Linked DNA regions of Mus musculus: region 2 is linked to region 1. The links are chromatin contacts, called in public Micro-C maps. All regions are on one chromosome and are shown on one strand. Each heading gives the region's core, a stretch centred on a gene start, on an enhancer-like site or on the middle of the called end of the contact. The rest is flanking DNA. Distances are from core to core; before and after follow the strand shown.

Region 1 (7,359 bases), core at 2,986-5,485:
CCAGGAACCCTGTAGCCGAGGCTGGCCTTGAACTCAGGCTTGCCTCTGCCTTGGATTAAAAGCATGTGCCTCTGAGGTGACTGCATAAGCACTGGGATGGGAGAAGAAAAGTTCTTGCTAATGTAACACAAGATAAAAACAACTGTGCTTATTTGTGACGCTGTTTAATGTTTGTTTTGCTGACTGAAACATGGTTGTTTTGTTTAAGCTACATCCATTCCCAACACGATTTTTAGCTTCCTTTTTTCTTGTCTTCTTTTTGTTTTTGCCATGAACTCAGAGATTCACCTGCCTTTGCCTCCAAGTGCTGGGTGGGGTTGGTTAACTTACAGCTCTCCACTGTAAGCTGCCTCCAGGCAGCTCTCCACTGTAAGTTACTCAGGCTGCCCTCTCTCTTAGTTTGCATTTATTCATTAATTTATAGGGGATGGGTCACAGAGGCTGTGTATGGTGATCAGAGGACAACTTAAAAGAGCTGCTAGTCTCCTCCTACCACGGATCAAACTCAAAACACCAGGTCATGAGGCTGGCAAAGCCATCCTGTCAGCAAGTTCAGGCTGATCTTGAAGTCACTCTACAGATCAAGTTGGCTTTGACCTTGTGATCACCTTATCTCAGACTCCCAAATAGCTGAGTTACAGGCCTGTATCACCAGGTCCAATTTTGGTTCACTCTGTCTTCTACGCTCTGAATATACCAATGCACAACCTCCGCCAAAGCCTACCATAAAAATCCCTTTCTCCAAGGAAGTGCCCAGATTAAAGGGCTTCTTCCCTTCATCATCTCACTACTTGTATCTACTCTGAGTGGCACTACCACATACTCCTCTTGTTCTCCAGTCACATGGGTGGAACTACAGGTTTGTTTTTTTGGGTTTTGTTGCTGTTGTTGTTGTTGTCTTCATACAGTAATTGATGAACAATATGGATGGTTGCTATACTGGGAGAGTTTTCACTGACTGGTAAACAAAACGCATTATTGCTTTTGTGGCAAGTACACATCACCTAGGACTACACAGGTAAACTTAGAAGGATGGAGTTCCAGGTTAAGGACTTCTTCCCTATAATTGTGTCTTCTAGAGTCTATCTGATTGCATGCTTTTGTGAGAGTGTGCAGTAAAGGTAAAAGCCTAAAACCTGTTAGCACATACCGCCAGGAAATCTTCCAGTAGCTCTCTTATTTTCCTAGGGTCCCACACCCAGGGAACCTACTTCAACCACAATGCTGCAGTTAAGAACTTCTATCTCCTTTCCATCAGCCACCTACATTCAACTGTTCTCCGAGGTTTCCGGATTCCCCCCCTCCCCCGCCCCCCTTTGGATGTTTGTTGGTTGGTTGGTTGGTTGGGTTTTTGGGGGGGTGTTTTTGTTTGTTTGTTTTTTTTTTGGTTTTTGGTTTTGTTACAGGATCTCAAGGTTAGCTATAAACTCAAGGTAACCCTCCTTTCCCTATCTCCCAAGAGCAGGATCACCAGCAAATGCCACACCCAGCGTCTCAGAAGCTCTAGGCTGTACTTATGGCTCATTTACAGATCATATTTATAAGAATAAGGTATGATCTTATCTCATTCTTTTGATTGCCTGACAACCCAAGATTATTGTTATTCATTGTTGGTTTTTGTTTTGTTTTGTTTTGTTTGACTGTCTGGCATGCAAAGATTACTGTTATTCATGTTTACAACTTTGGATATAAGAATATCAAAACATGACACTTATTGCCATAATGTAAATGTTTTCAAGAATAATATTACAAAACATCTAAATATCAATTCCTTGTCTAGGTTATCGATCGTTGATGGATTAGTAATTACCCAAACCAGATTGAAATATACTAAGACCACTCAATGTTTAGCTAAAACTTGCAATTTGTCCTTTAAAAACAAACATCTTTGTGTAATGGCACATTATGTAAGTCATAATTGTACCACTATTTCCAAAGTAAGATGAAAGAAAACATCTTTTCAAAGGATTGCATGGGTATCTCCAAAGCATATTTTTAACTCTCAATTCCAAAGTGAATTCAGAAGCAAAAACCATTTTACCAAATATCTAAATCTTATGAATGTGTTAAGAAACATTTCTTAGCTCCAAAAATGTAACAAAAGCTAGGCACAGTGGAATACATGTGGAAGTCGGGAGGCTGAGGCAGGAGGATTTTGCCATGCCGGAGCTACATAATGAATACCATGGCCAGCTAGGCAACACAGCAAAACCCTATCTCAGAAAAGAAAAGCAACACATAAAAATGACAATTCTAAATGAACAGACAGACCATTTGCACAGACCACACATTCAGTAATGAGCACAACTCAATGCAAGGAGCAAACCATGTCCAGGTTTAATTAAACAGCATTTCTAGGCACCTCTGTGATCTCTGGGGCTCAAACTGTTCACATGGAATTTGACCGCAACAACGTAATCTCCATAATTAAAGAGCTTTAGGAAGGTCTTAAATTTCATCTATCCCCTTTGCTAACACTTTGAACAAGCACACTGCAGTCATTCTTGCTACCAAAAGACAGAGTACATACTTGCTACCCAAAAGAAAGAGCAACATGTTAGAAATTAGTTGGTCTTTTAATAGAGTGCATTTTAAATTGCATGGCCTTTCCCTTCCTTTTATAAAACCTGTTTTTATAAAACCAGCATTTTAATAATCTCACTGCAAAACAGGTTCTAGCAAGCACAGCAACTGATCCCAGTCTCTCGGCATGATCAAATTTAGATGAAACCCCAGGGGAAGAGAGAGCGTAACAAGCAATTTACCTATACCTCAATTGTTCTCTGGAATTCTTCAAGAGGCAAAAACTATTTTAAATGGTTATCTTGAAAGACCTTTAATTGCACTAATTTGGGGCTGCACTAATTTGAGGTTGTTTACAGTGAAATTACTTTGAAGAATTCCCTGCTAACCCAAGGTATTCTAATACTACTGTTACTTAAGTCTTCCAGCAGCAAAAAGGCACAAACTTCATTAAGTTATTGAAAGCAGATATGCTATCGTCAGATAAGTGTTCCCATCTGTTTAGAGACGAACCCAAGTTAACTTATTTCAGACGGCATTTAGTTAAAATGAAATTAGGTTATGTTTCACGACGCAGATGTCGCTCACAAAGAAGTGTTAAATGACTTTAGTGAATGGAAAATCTGCATCTACTGTTGCTTCGCATCAGCCGGTCTTGAGTGGGTTGCTCAATGAAGCAAAAGCATGCTCCATATGAAACTCCCTGGAACCTGATTACACTCTCCACAGCTTAGCCGCAAACAAAACGTAAAAAAAAAAAAAAAAAAAGTGCAACGAAGACACCGCCTTTTCTCCAGTGTGGCAAGAAGGCCAACGGAGCTGAGGTTTAAGGAACACCGCGACAGTCTCTGCAAAGGCGGGTGCGGTCCGCCTGCGAGCGGCACAACCTCTTCAGGGGCTGTCACAGGAAAACCCCAAGCCTTGCCTTAACCGCCCGGGGCGACAAAGCGCCAGGTTTTCACCCCCTGCGCGGGGGGCTTCCGGCGAGCCCCGGCGTCGCCCTGTCAAACTTCGGGAGGGGCAGACACACTCGGGACCCGGAACGCCGCCGAGCCGCCCCCGCCCCCATCCCAGGTCCCCACTGGGCTTTGTACCGCTGCAGACGCACCTACCGCGGGCCCCAAAAAACACGCCACCCCCGCCAGCCCTGCCAATCTCCCTCTCAGAAGGGACAAAGGAGAGGCAGGAGGGGAACTCGCGGCGCGGGGTACCCACGAGTGCCCACAGCCCGAGCTCAGAACGTAGGACTGAGGGACTACAGTCACCCCAAAAGGCACGACTCCGCTGCTCCCCAACACCGGGCTGAGCGCCACTCACCGATGCGGAGCCCCAGAGGAGGCGGCCCGCAGGGAGCAGGCTTCCGTGGGATCACAGGGACGCCGGAGTCCGGGGCCTTAGTGTCCGGTGGGACCCCCCCTCCTCAACTTCTCTCGGCTGCGGTCGCCCGCGGGAACTGAGAGCCAGCCCGGACGGAGAGCACAGGCGAGCCGCGGCGGGGGCTCGGCCCGGAGCGGCGAGCGAACTCGGGCTCCTCCGCCCGCGGGCCAGGGCGGAACCTCTTCCTTCTCTACCGCTACCGCTCTCGGCGGTGGCCGAGTCGAACGCCGCTGCCGCCCCGGCTGCCGCTGCCGCTGCCGCTGCCGCTACCACCGCCGCCCAGCTGGGAGCGCGTCGCAGCAGAATGCTGTCATCCGCCCTGACACCGCCTTTCTGGGCGCCGCGAGCCGCCACCAGCCTTCACATCCCAAGGCCCGCCCCTCTCGCAGCCCCGCCCCCAGCCCGGGCCTGGGCCACGCCCCCTTCCCGTCACGTGACGCCGCAAGGAGGCGGTCCCCGGGTAGCTTCTGCTGGGCGGGCGCGCAGAGGCAGCTGCTGGCAGCTCGTGGTGATGGCGAGCTGTCATGTCACCTCCCCTCCGCTCCCCTCCCCGCCCTCGAGGTTCCCTCTCAGGAAGCCCTGGGGTGGAGGGCCGGCTACCCGCAGGTCTCTGAAGTGCTCGCTGGGCAGGACCCGCCTCCCGACCTCTGGCCGGGCCCACAGAGGAGGCTGCCAGGAGAAATTGGGGCTTGAGAAGCAGCCAGGAGTCCCTGCTGCCTAAGTTCCAATGACACGTTCACTGTGGTGTCTCATTAGCTGTTGGCCTCACAGGAGGTTTGAGATGTAGACTTCAGTCACGCTGGGATGAAAATAGCCTAGCAGGCTTTCTTGTTATTGTTCCTAGTCATGTTCAGAATCCTGGGTGCCAGCTTTTACAGTCATGAAGTTTTACAGTGAGGTTGGTGACGGTTTTAGCGACGTGGCAAGTTGATAGTACCTCTCAATTTGAACAGAAAGCCTAATTTAACTCTTCGGATTTTGTTGTTGTTGTTGTTGTTTTGTACCTCAACTCTTGGCTTTTTTTGTTTTTTGTTTTTTTAACCATGACCCCAGAAATCCCTCCCCATCCTGTGGAGAGGAAAGGGGCAGAACTCATCACTGGAAGAAAGCCAGTTACAATACAGAAGAAGAGAAAAGCGACCTAACAGTGCAGAAGGAGGAATGAGCTGCCTCTAACAAGGCCATTCTCTACGATAAAAATTCAATTCCTTATTCCTTTATCCTTCTACTCTGGAACCAAGAATTTTTTTTTTAACTTTACACAATTTCCATTACATTTCTTGACAGGAAATCAGATGACATTCTGATCGTTTGGATACTTAAGTAGGCCATAGGATTCTGCCTGTTACTGATGTATTTCATAGCAGCTCTAAAAAATTTGCAGACGTGGCCATTTTGTTGCCCAAAGAAAGAGCAATTTACTGCTCAGTTAAATAATGCCAGGCCGCTGATCTTTAAAACACATCTTGATGCAGCTATGTTAACATTTGAAAAACAATTAGATTTTGTCATGAAGGACTGTTCCAATGAGGGAAAGATTCTGCCACATTCTTCTGTTAAGAAACCTAAGAAATTATATTTGTATTTTACATAAACATAAGGGAAGTTTATTGTTTTCTTGTTTTGTTTGTTTTTCTTGCTTGATTGTTTTGTTTTGTTTTGTTTTTCAAAGAGACAGGGTTTCTCTGTGTAACCCTAGATGTCCTGGAACTCCTTCTGTAGGCTATGCTGGTCTCAAACTCACAGAGAGCTGCCTGGCTCTCTCCTTTCTGAGTGCTGAGGCAGTGCAAGGCAGGAAACATTGTTATGTGATGGCGGTAACGTTCCAGTTTATCAGCAGATTGAAATGTCACTTATCTGAAGCAATGCTGTTTTTTTCAGACTAACAAAAGCCAATGTCATTTTTTAATGAATTGGGTTTTAATGAGATATAATCTAAAAGATAAGAATGCATAATATCTAAACCAAGCAATAATCAGTTCGTGGGAGGCTGGAGAGATGAGGCAGTCAAGAGTACCTGTTCTTGCAGGTCCTGGTTTCTATTCCCAGCACCCATGTGCTGGCTGGTGGGTCCAGGAAATCCCACCTCTTCTGACCCCCTCAGGCACAGGGCATGCACATGCAAGCAAAACACCCGTACACATAAAATAAATCTTTTTTAAAAGTTACCTTGTGAGTAGCTGGCCATAACAGCCCATCTCTGTAGAGTTTAAGACCAGACTGTTCTTTCTACATAGCAAGTTCAGGACTACATAGACTCCTAGAGAGACCCTGTATTTAAAAACAAATAATCAGGGTAAAAGTATGTCCCTTGTTGTTATTTAAATTGTATTTCTTACTGTGACCTGCAGTTAAATATATTTAAACAATTTTCCTAGAATATTAGATAACAAGAAAAATATACCTTCTTGGCTGTTTGGCTGTTTCCTTTGCTTTCACCCTGAGAATTGAAATTGAAGATTGCAACAAAGGAGGCGGCAAATTGCTTTGCCTAATTCCCTTCTGCCTCAGCCCCAATTTCTTCAATTGGCCTTTGAAAATCTGGCCATTTCTGCAGTGTAAAAGAGGGTATGAGCAATAAAGAGACCTACATTAGAGACGTAGCTAATTAGATATGTATCTAGATAAATTACTGTACCGCCAGTTCTGATAAGAGTCGGGCTTTTGACTACAAACTCATTAAGGAGTGGTAGCTTCCCCACCCCACCCCACCCCACCCCACCCCCATCCGTATACTAAGGATTACACAGATTCCTGACAGACTAGTTGTAGCTTTTTAGTTTCACTTAAAAAGAGAAAAAAGAAAAGAAAGTGAGGTGAACTAGGAGGGTCTCAAGAGTTTAAGTCACATAGTGACTAGGCTAAAGACCTGAGTTTGATCACTGGGACCTACTAGGGGGGAGTCTACGCCCATAAGTTGTTTTACACCAACACACACACACACACACACACACACATGCATATACACATAAAATAAATGTGGGTTTTTAATTTTTTAAGGCTAGAGATGTGAATTAATGGTTAAGAGCACCTACTGCTCTTCGAGAGAACCAGAACTCAGCACCCATACTGGGTAGCTCACAACCTCCTGCAACTCTAACCCCCAGAGATCCTATACCCACGACTGGACTCCACGGTTACCTGTACTCACAAACACATAAGTGAAAATAAAATCTTTTTTTTCAAATTGAATGCAAGTAATTGAAAGTAAAGAAGCTGTTGGAAAGCAAATGTAAGTACCTCTTTCAAGCACTTCCATATCTCAATGCTAAAATTTGTCATGAATAATTAGTGATTCTGACATATATCACAGCTGACTAGAATAAATATCATAACCACAATCAAAACAATGCACAGACTTGTAATCTTAGCTACTGAGGAGGCTGAGGCAGGTGGATTGGAACTTCAAATCCAGCCCCATCTAGGGTATCATAGTTTTTGTCAGCCTGACACAAATCT
Region 2 (7,359 bases), core at 2,444-4,943, 420 kb after region 1:
GCTGCCAAATCAGACTGATGCTAAAACCATCTTGCTGATAACCACTGGAGTGGTTAAGGTTGGTAGTGATTCTTGGCTCTACAAAATCTAGACTGCTGCTTCCCAGACACTACTCGCTCTTTTTTTAGCTCTATTTCTGACTGTCCCTTCTCAGTCCTTCATTGGGCTCCCTCCCCTACACTTACAAGAGTCCATATCTAGACTTTCAGCTCTCATCTTACTCTCTCTGGACTAGTTCACCCAAACTCATAAAATGCGGCTGTAAGGTCAACTGACATGCTCCAATTCCAAGTCTGGGTCCAAGGCTGTAACTTTTCAAGAATTCTAAAATCAGGCTATCAGTGGTCTCTTGCACAGTCATCTGTCTGGATAGCACACAGATACATGTTCCAAGCTAAATCCGCCTTCTGTCTTAGCTCCTCCTTAAAGACACTAATGGCCTTTAAAGAAACACACTTGGAAGCCAGGCATGGTTTTATGAGCCTGTTATTCCAGTCTCACAATTCTCCTGCCTCAGCCTCCACAGTGGTGAATCACAAGTCCTCTTAACAGCTCCATCCTAAGACTCCCTTCTCCGTCCTAAACTGTCCCTTCCTACTTTTGACATCAGTGAGGACACTGGTCAGGACATACTCCAGAACGAAGGACAGTAAAACTGGGTGACAATGTTAAAAAGTTCTTTTTTTGAAACAAGTTTCTCCATGAGTGATCAGAGAATGTGTGGATTGTACAGTACATGCAGATCTGGACCAATGTATACATCAAGAAAGAGGTCCTCTAAAGGACACGTGACCCAGTGGTCCCTTCCAGGTATCCCCCGAGGGGTCTTAGGAAGGGATAGCTTTGCCTGATTGGCTTCTGGCCACTCTGCATTTCTCCAAGGCTCACCTCTCACTTCTTTTATCTGAAACACTCTTCTCACTAACTCTTTTAGGTAGGTTGAATTTCCTTACCCAATGAGGCGTAACACAAATCTTACCTCCCCTTGAAGCTTTCCAATGCAATGCTTGTATTTCTTCCTCCTCTATGCTGTGAGTATAATGTAGTTGGCTACTTTTGCATCTGGGTCCCCGAAAGCCTCTAAGGTGACTAAAGGACAAGTTATGACTGCACAGTCATTTTAATTCAGTACAATGTGAAAAGTGTATAAAGCTAGGCACTTTTACAAAAACCCAGTGGGTGAGATTCTAGGCATTGGCTCTGATTTATAAAGGTAACCAACGAACTAAGACAGGTCAGGCGATATTTAACCTCCTTATCTCCAGCTTTTGGGACACAAATATTTGCCAAAAGACCTTAAAAATGTATTTATTTGGGGTCATGTAGCTGGTAAGTGGCAGAGCAGGATATCAAACCCAGGTTTCTGTGACTGCAAACTCCATGTCCCCACCACCCTTAGGAATCCGATTTATCCTTTAGCAATGGGGAGAGGTCAAAGAGACCCCAATATCCACAAAAACCACTGTGTTCTTATCTCTTGCCTCCTTTCTTCGCTAAACCCCAACCAATTCATTCTAGTTGAGATGGTTTGACCACTTTCCCAATCTCTTAGGTCATTTGAATTTCTCTGCACTTTCCCATGAGAAAACTCACCACTTACTGAGGCAAATTAGGGGAGGGGACCATCAAACCTCAGGGACAGTACTTGGTCAGTCACTGACCAGAACAAAAGTGGGGCACTGAGAGAGCAGACCGCTTTCTAGGCAGAACTATTCAAATTACAAAGGAAAACAGAAAAGTTTTATTTTGGAACTGCCAAAACCAAAACTTCTAAATACACACACACATATATATATATATATATATATATATATATATATATACACATACATATACATATACATATACATATATATATATAGTTGTAGTCTTAAGTAACTTTAAGAATACTCTTTAAAACAAAAACGTCTTGGTATACATGCCCCCCTCTAACAAACATAATAGCTGCCAAATATTGTATAAAGTCTTGTATAAAGGCAAGTCTTTTGTCACCAGGCAGGTTCACTGTTGATGCTAACCTAAAACTAACACTTGGACTCCAGAGAGGTTCAATGCCTAAGGAAGTTGCTACTAGAGATTTCCATTCCAGGTTTCTGAAACTGGTTTGTTACATCTGTTTGCTGTTGCTTAAACAACGCTCAGATTCACAGCTCTGTCTTCTCAAAAGGACATCTGTTCTGCACACCTGTGCTGATGCAGGCCAGGGTGGTTTAGACATTGCTGAGTGTGTGGCTCAGTATATCTGAAGCAGAAGGGCTGTCAACTATTCAGAGGAGCTGGTGAGGGTCAGTCACATTGACCCCTGTCTAGGAGGCAAGGCTGTAACTCTTGGGAGACATCTCTGTAGTTGGTCCATTAGGAGGAAGGTGGTGTTTCTCAGCATTCGGACATTAAATCCAGTATTTACAACAACAAAATCCTGTTCCAGGGAATTAACGCTTTCTAATTTCTTCCAACATTAATTCAACTGCCCTTGGGATCTCTAGGCATCACAAACTTCTGATCACTGCATCCAGAATGCACCTTTGGCTTCAGAAGCTGGTTCCAACACTAATGACTTAAGAGGAGCCGAAACAAAGGTCGCAATGGCCCCATTCTCTAAAAACTCCTCTATAACGGCCATCACAATTATGCTGTATACGAGACGAAAGCTAGGCATCACCATCCAAAACATGCTGGAGACTATAAAGTATTTATTTGTGCTTACCTTTTGTGCGTTCTCTGCATCTTCAATGGCAAAATCTAGTCTGGTCTGCCTGGGGCTGATCAAGTCTTTTAGTGTTAAACAATTCACCTCCATCTGGAACACACAACTATATCAGAAAATGATTTTACATTTATTTCCCCCTACAACAACAACGACAAAATGCCACTTGTGAACATCAACTTTCCCTTCCTACAGCATTCCTGGAATTTTCCAAGAATGAAGACACCCTCCATTCCTCATTAAAACTCACACGGACAAACACTTAAAATATACTTAGGAATCACTGGAAATCTGGGAAGACGAAAAAACTGAACAAAACTGCAATCCTTTATGAAAAGCAACAGGCAAAATAGTTACCAAGGAAGGAAGGTGTTAGGCAAATGCCAAGAAAGTTACAGGGTCTCCCAGGTCAGTTAATTTTGGCGCAAAGAACCGGGAGGAATTCAACTTTGAGTGGGTTTGATCTAGGGGGTAGACTGAAACCTGATCTAGAGACCAACCCATGCGGGAAGCGCTCAGCCCCTCCCTAGGCATCTAAGCACACCCCAAGTGAAACTCTTCCCAGGGGACCCCTAAATCGTGGGGGTAGGTGGTAGTGGGGACCAGCCTCCTTCACCTAGCGCTGCAGCCAGCACAACCCCAGGGGGCACTCGGACCCGGGGCCTGTGGGACGGCATCCAGGGCGGCGGGTAACCCGTCTCCGCATTCCCGCCTCCCCATCCGAGGGGGCCGCACGCTTCCTTACTGTCGCTGCGCGATGGAGGGTCTCTCCGGGGACGTCCGCAGCCGCACGCGTGAGCGGGCAGAGCGTGTAGATCTCAGCGGCCGGCTGGCGACATGGGCAGGGCAGGGCAAGGCTCGCAGATCCTCCGCTCCACCCGCGGTGTCCGCGTAGCGACAGCGTCTCCTACCCGCCTAAGCCAAGCTCCAGCCCTGGATCGCGGTCCCCGCTAAAACACCTCCTCTGGCGCCTTGAGACTGAATTTGAGCATTCACCAATGCGCGGCGGCCGGCGGGGCGGTGCCGACCAATGGCGCGGCGGCACGGCCCGAAGCCCCGCCCCTCGCTGTCTTGGCGCTCGGCGCCGCGCCTTTCCTCCCCTTCGCCCGCCCGCCGGATTGTTGTCGCCTCGCCCCCTCCCCCTTCCGGGTACCTGGAGGCGGTGACGCGGGAGCGTTTCCCGCGGGGACGCGGGCGCGGACGCGGGAAGCCGGGGCGGGGCGGCGCGGGCCGGCGCGCTCTCCGCGGGGCGCCCTTTTGTTGTGGGGGACCGACCCACGCCGGCCCCCAGCGCAGCAGATGGAGCCGGGGAAACGATCCGCACGCGCGGGATGCTGCGGACGCCGCCCTGCCCCCAGCAACCTGCGGGAGCCGAGTTGCCGGGACCTGCCAGGGCGGCTCCCTAGCACCCGGCGCCGCCAGGTGACACGTGAACCCTGGTTAGCACCTGGGCTGCGAGCAGATGGCACGCCCGTTAGCCCTGGGAACAACCCCGGCAGCCGCACCAAAGGGGGTTTTGCAAAAGGTTTCCTGGTGTTCCCTCTCCAGAGCATTAGAGATGGTCGAGAATGTGTTATTAGACAGTTTCTAGTAAGGACTAGCTTGGGGGATGGGGGAACAGTCAAGAATATCTCTGGAATATTACTGATTTCTATTAGACCTTTCACTTCCTTCGGATTCTTATTTAAAATATGAACCTAAGGAAAGACTGCTATTTTAGGCCCCTCTTGAGAAACTCTTGTTTAGAACCGTTTTGGATTTGCACAAAAAACTGAAAAGATACTTTAAAAGAGTTCACTCACATCTAGTACCCAGTTTCAGCCACTTATGTAAGTACAAAGCACTTGTTTAAGTCACTATTTATTCAGGTTTTCTTTTTACCAAATGCTTTTTTATTTCCTGTTGGAGGACATCGCTTTTGTTCATCTCTCCTAAGCTCCTGGTTCAGTTTCTTGGGTTGATCCCCAGATTTTCCCCGAGTACTGTTATTTTGTAGGGTGCCCTCAGCTGGGATTTATAACGGCCTCTTTAACACATGCCCACGAGTATTTCCCCACTTCAACGCAAAACTATCATTCTCATTACCCCGTCTTAGCCGTTCCGTGCAAAGGCCCCACCCTTCACCTCTCAGCTCTCAAAAATGTACAATGAGCCATCAGAAGAATTCAAAATATTTACTCAAGTCCTTCGGTTTTTACTCCAGTCTGCTGGTACATTCAGCCTGAAAATGGCTACCGGACTATACCTTAGAAAAGACCAGAACGCATGTAAAACAATCCGCATGAACAAATAAACAATAGTAGCTTAAAAAAAAAGTATGTCTATGGCAAATAACAATTTGAAGACTATAGGGATAGCTCAGCCAATAAAGTGCTTGAAGGATCAGAGTTGGACCTCTGGTGCCCATGCTGGTGTGGAGGTGCCTGTGCTTGCAGCACCAGCAGGCACAGACCGATCCCTGGGGCTTGCGGACTAGCCTGTTTAATAAGCTCCAGATAAAGGAAAGACCCCCGTGTCAAAAACCAGAGGTATGGGGTTGGAGAGATGGCTTAATCAGTAAAGTGCTTGCTCAACAAGCAGGAGGACGGAGTTGGGATTCCCAGCACCCATTTTCAAAGCTGGGGGTGAGGTAGTCTGTAACCCAGGCTGCGGAGACCCACTGCTTCGAGAAGGTCATTGGCCAGTCAAGCTATCCTAGGTCAGTGACAGTCCCTATTTCAAAGGAATGAGTTAATGAACTGATGAGTAAATATAATGTGTAGAGCTATTGAAAAAAGACATCTAGCATCTGCTCTGGTCTTCACATTGGCAATTACATGTCTCTCTCTCTCTCTCTCTCTCTCTCTCTCTCTCTCTCACACACACACACACACACACACACACACACACACACCAAAAGAAAAATTGGAACTAAAATCTATCTTCTAAATGGTTAGAGAACCATAGGGACATGAAAAGAGAAAAACTGAAACTTACTTTTTTTTTTTTCATCACGCAGATCCAGAGAATTTAGATGAAGAGATGCATGACTTATGACTGTGGTGGTTTTCTGTGGCTGCTACAATAGATTTACCACAAAATGACTGTCTTAAAAAAAAAAAACCCACAGAAGTTTATACATATAACATATATAAATATTATACAAATACTTATATTTACTATATAAATTTAGAAAGTCATCTAAATATGATCATGCCCATGGGTTTCAGAGTGTATTACATGGATAGACATCTTCAGGAGGTACCATTCAAAACCCATACACCCAAATTAAAGCAACAAAGTCCATTCATTTCTCTGACATTTCAAAACTATGTGCTTCTTTCATTGAGATTACAGTTTCGTGTCAATGACCTTTTTTTTTATTTTATTTTTCTATCAGTTTCCATTCAAGTGTGGCATCTTTTGAGTTAAGAAGAACTGGATACGTAATTTTAGATTTGTACGTTTAAGTAAGAATGACCTTAAGTCTGGAGAACAATTGGAAACGTTATAGTTTGATTGACGTGCTCAGAGCGATAGTGTTCTAACAGTTACTAAGTGGATCCTTTTAAGTTTGAGAATTCTCACCCTACCAGTGTCTTGGATGACCAGATGGGAAATAGCTGTGGCAGCCCCTGCGTTTAGCTTCTGCGTGGGTCCTGATCTCCTGATCTCCCCTGAAGCGTGGGAGCTCCAGGAAGTCGGACGTCTCTGTTGGGTGCCCTTGGGGCTCTAAAATGAGTCTCAGCTGGTAAAGTGGATAGCCTATCATAAGCCTAAGAAGGAGGAGACCATCAATTCCTTTTCAGATGCAGTGGGCCAAAGTTCATCCATATTCCAGGAGAGAAGATACACACTCTTACCTCTCACCAGGAGAACCTGGGACCACTTTAGAAGCAGACACATCCGATTTCCTGTCAGAAAGTTATCGTCTGGATAAAAAACTGCCACATCAGATTTCATGCCCTTTGAAAAGTCACGGACTAGAGTGTCCTACAATCACGAATTTTAGCATCAGTCCCCAAATAGCCATGATGTGCTATCTCGAGCTTGTAGTTTTCAACCTTGTGTGTGCTTTAGCATCTATTTCAGGAGGTGCTTGAACATTTCAGTACTTGAGCCCCACACCTAAGTATTCCCTGTCCGCTGGATCTTGTGTTGAGTACTGAGCTTTTTAAAACGCCCAGTGCTTGGGTTTCGAATCGTGCCAGATGTATGTGTTTCCTCGTTGGTTCCTGTGGGTTCTTCTGAGTCTGTGGCTCAGCAGAGGACCCACGATCCTATCAGTGAGATCTAGGGTTAGGCCGATGTGCTCTGAAGCAGATGCAGAGGTTTGGAGGTCTCTCTGTTCCAAGGATGAAAGAGTTGTGGTTGTGAATGAAAAAGCCTTTGATGGGTGAGGAGAGTTGTGAGAGGCAGGAGGGCTGCAAGAGCTGTGCATAGAAGAATTGCTCCAGACGATGCCCAACATTCCTCCCTCATGCAATGTAGTCTATTCCAGGGCTTCCCGACCTTCCTAATGCTGCACCCCGTTAATACAGTTCCTCATTTGTGCTGACCCCCAAACATAGAGTTATTTTCATTGCTACTCTGTGATGTACTATTTGCTATTGTTATGAATCATAATGTAAGTATCTGTATTTCCCAATGGTCTTAGGTGATCTCTGTAGAAC

The links. A called contact is a pair of places that touch in the nucleus more often than the background predicts.
Region 2: a Micro-C map of embryonic stem cells shows a contact between it and region 1, with 7 times the contacts expected there. The contact joins the promoter of E2f7 here to the promoter of Osbpl8 in region 1. A contact is called at or near these places in 1 of 39 promoter capture datasets (neural stem cells), 5 of 484 Hi-C or Micro-C datasets (CD4 T cells and embryonic stem cells), 7 of 115 datasets of contacts at active chromatin or transcription factors (effector CD8 T cells, embryonic stem cells, extraembryonic endoderm stem cells and 3 more) and 2 of 9 other capture datasets (adipose tissue and embryonic stem cells).

The regions. Positions count from the first base shown.
Region 1 is chr10:111,161,678-111,169,036 of GRCm38.p6, reverse strand. Osbpl8 (oxysterol binding protein-like 8) reads right to left here and starts at 4,235. Exons shown (of 24, transcript NM_175489.3): 1 at 3,841-4,235.
Region 2 is chr10:110,741,773-110,749,131 of GRCm38.p6, reverse strand. E2f7 (E2F transcription factor 7) reads right to left here and starts at 3,693. Exons shown (of 13, transcript NM_178609.5): 1 at 3,453-3,693; 2 at 2,708-2,800. The coding sequence starts at 2,800.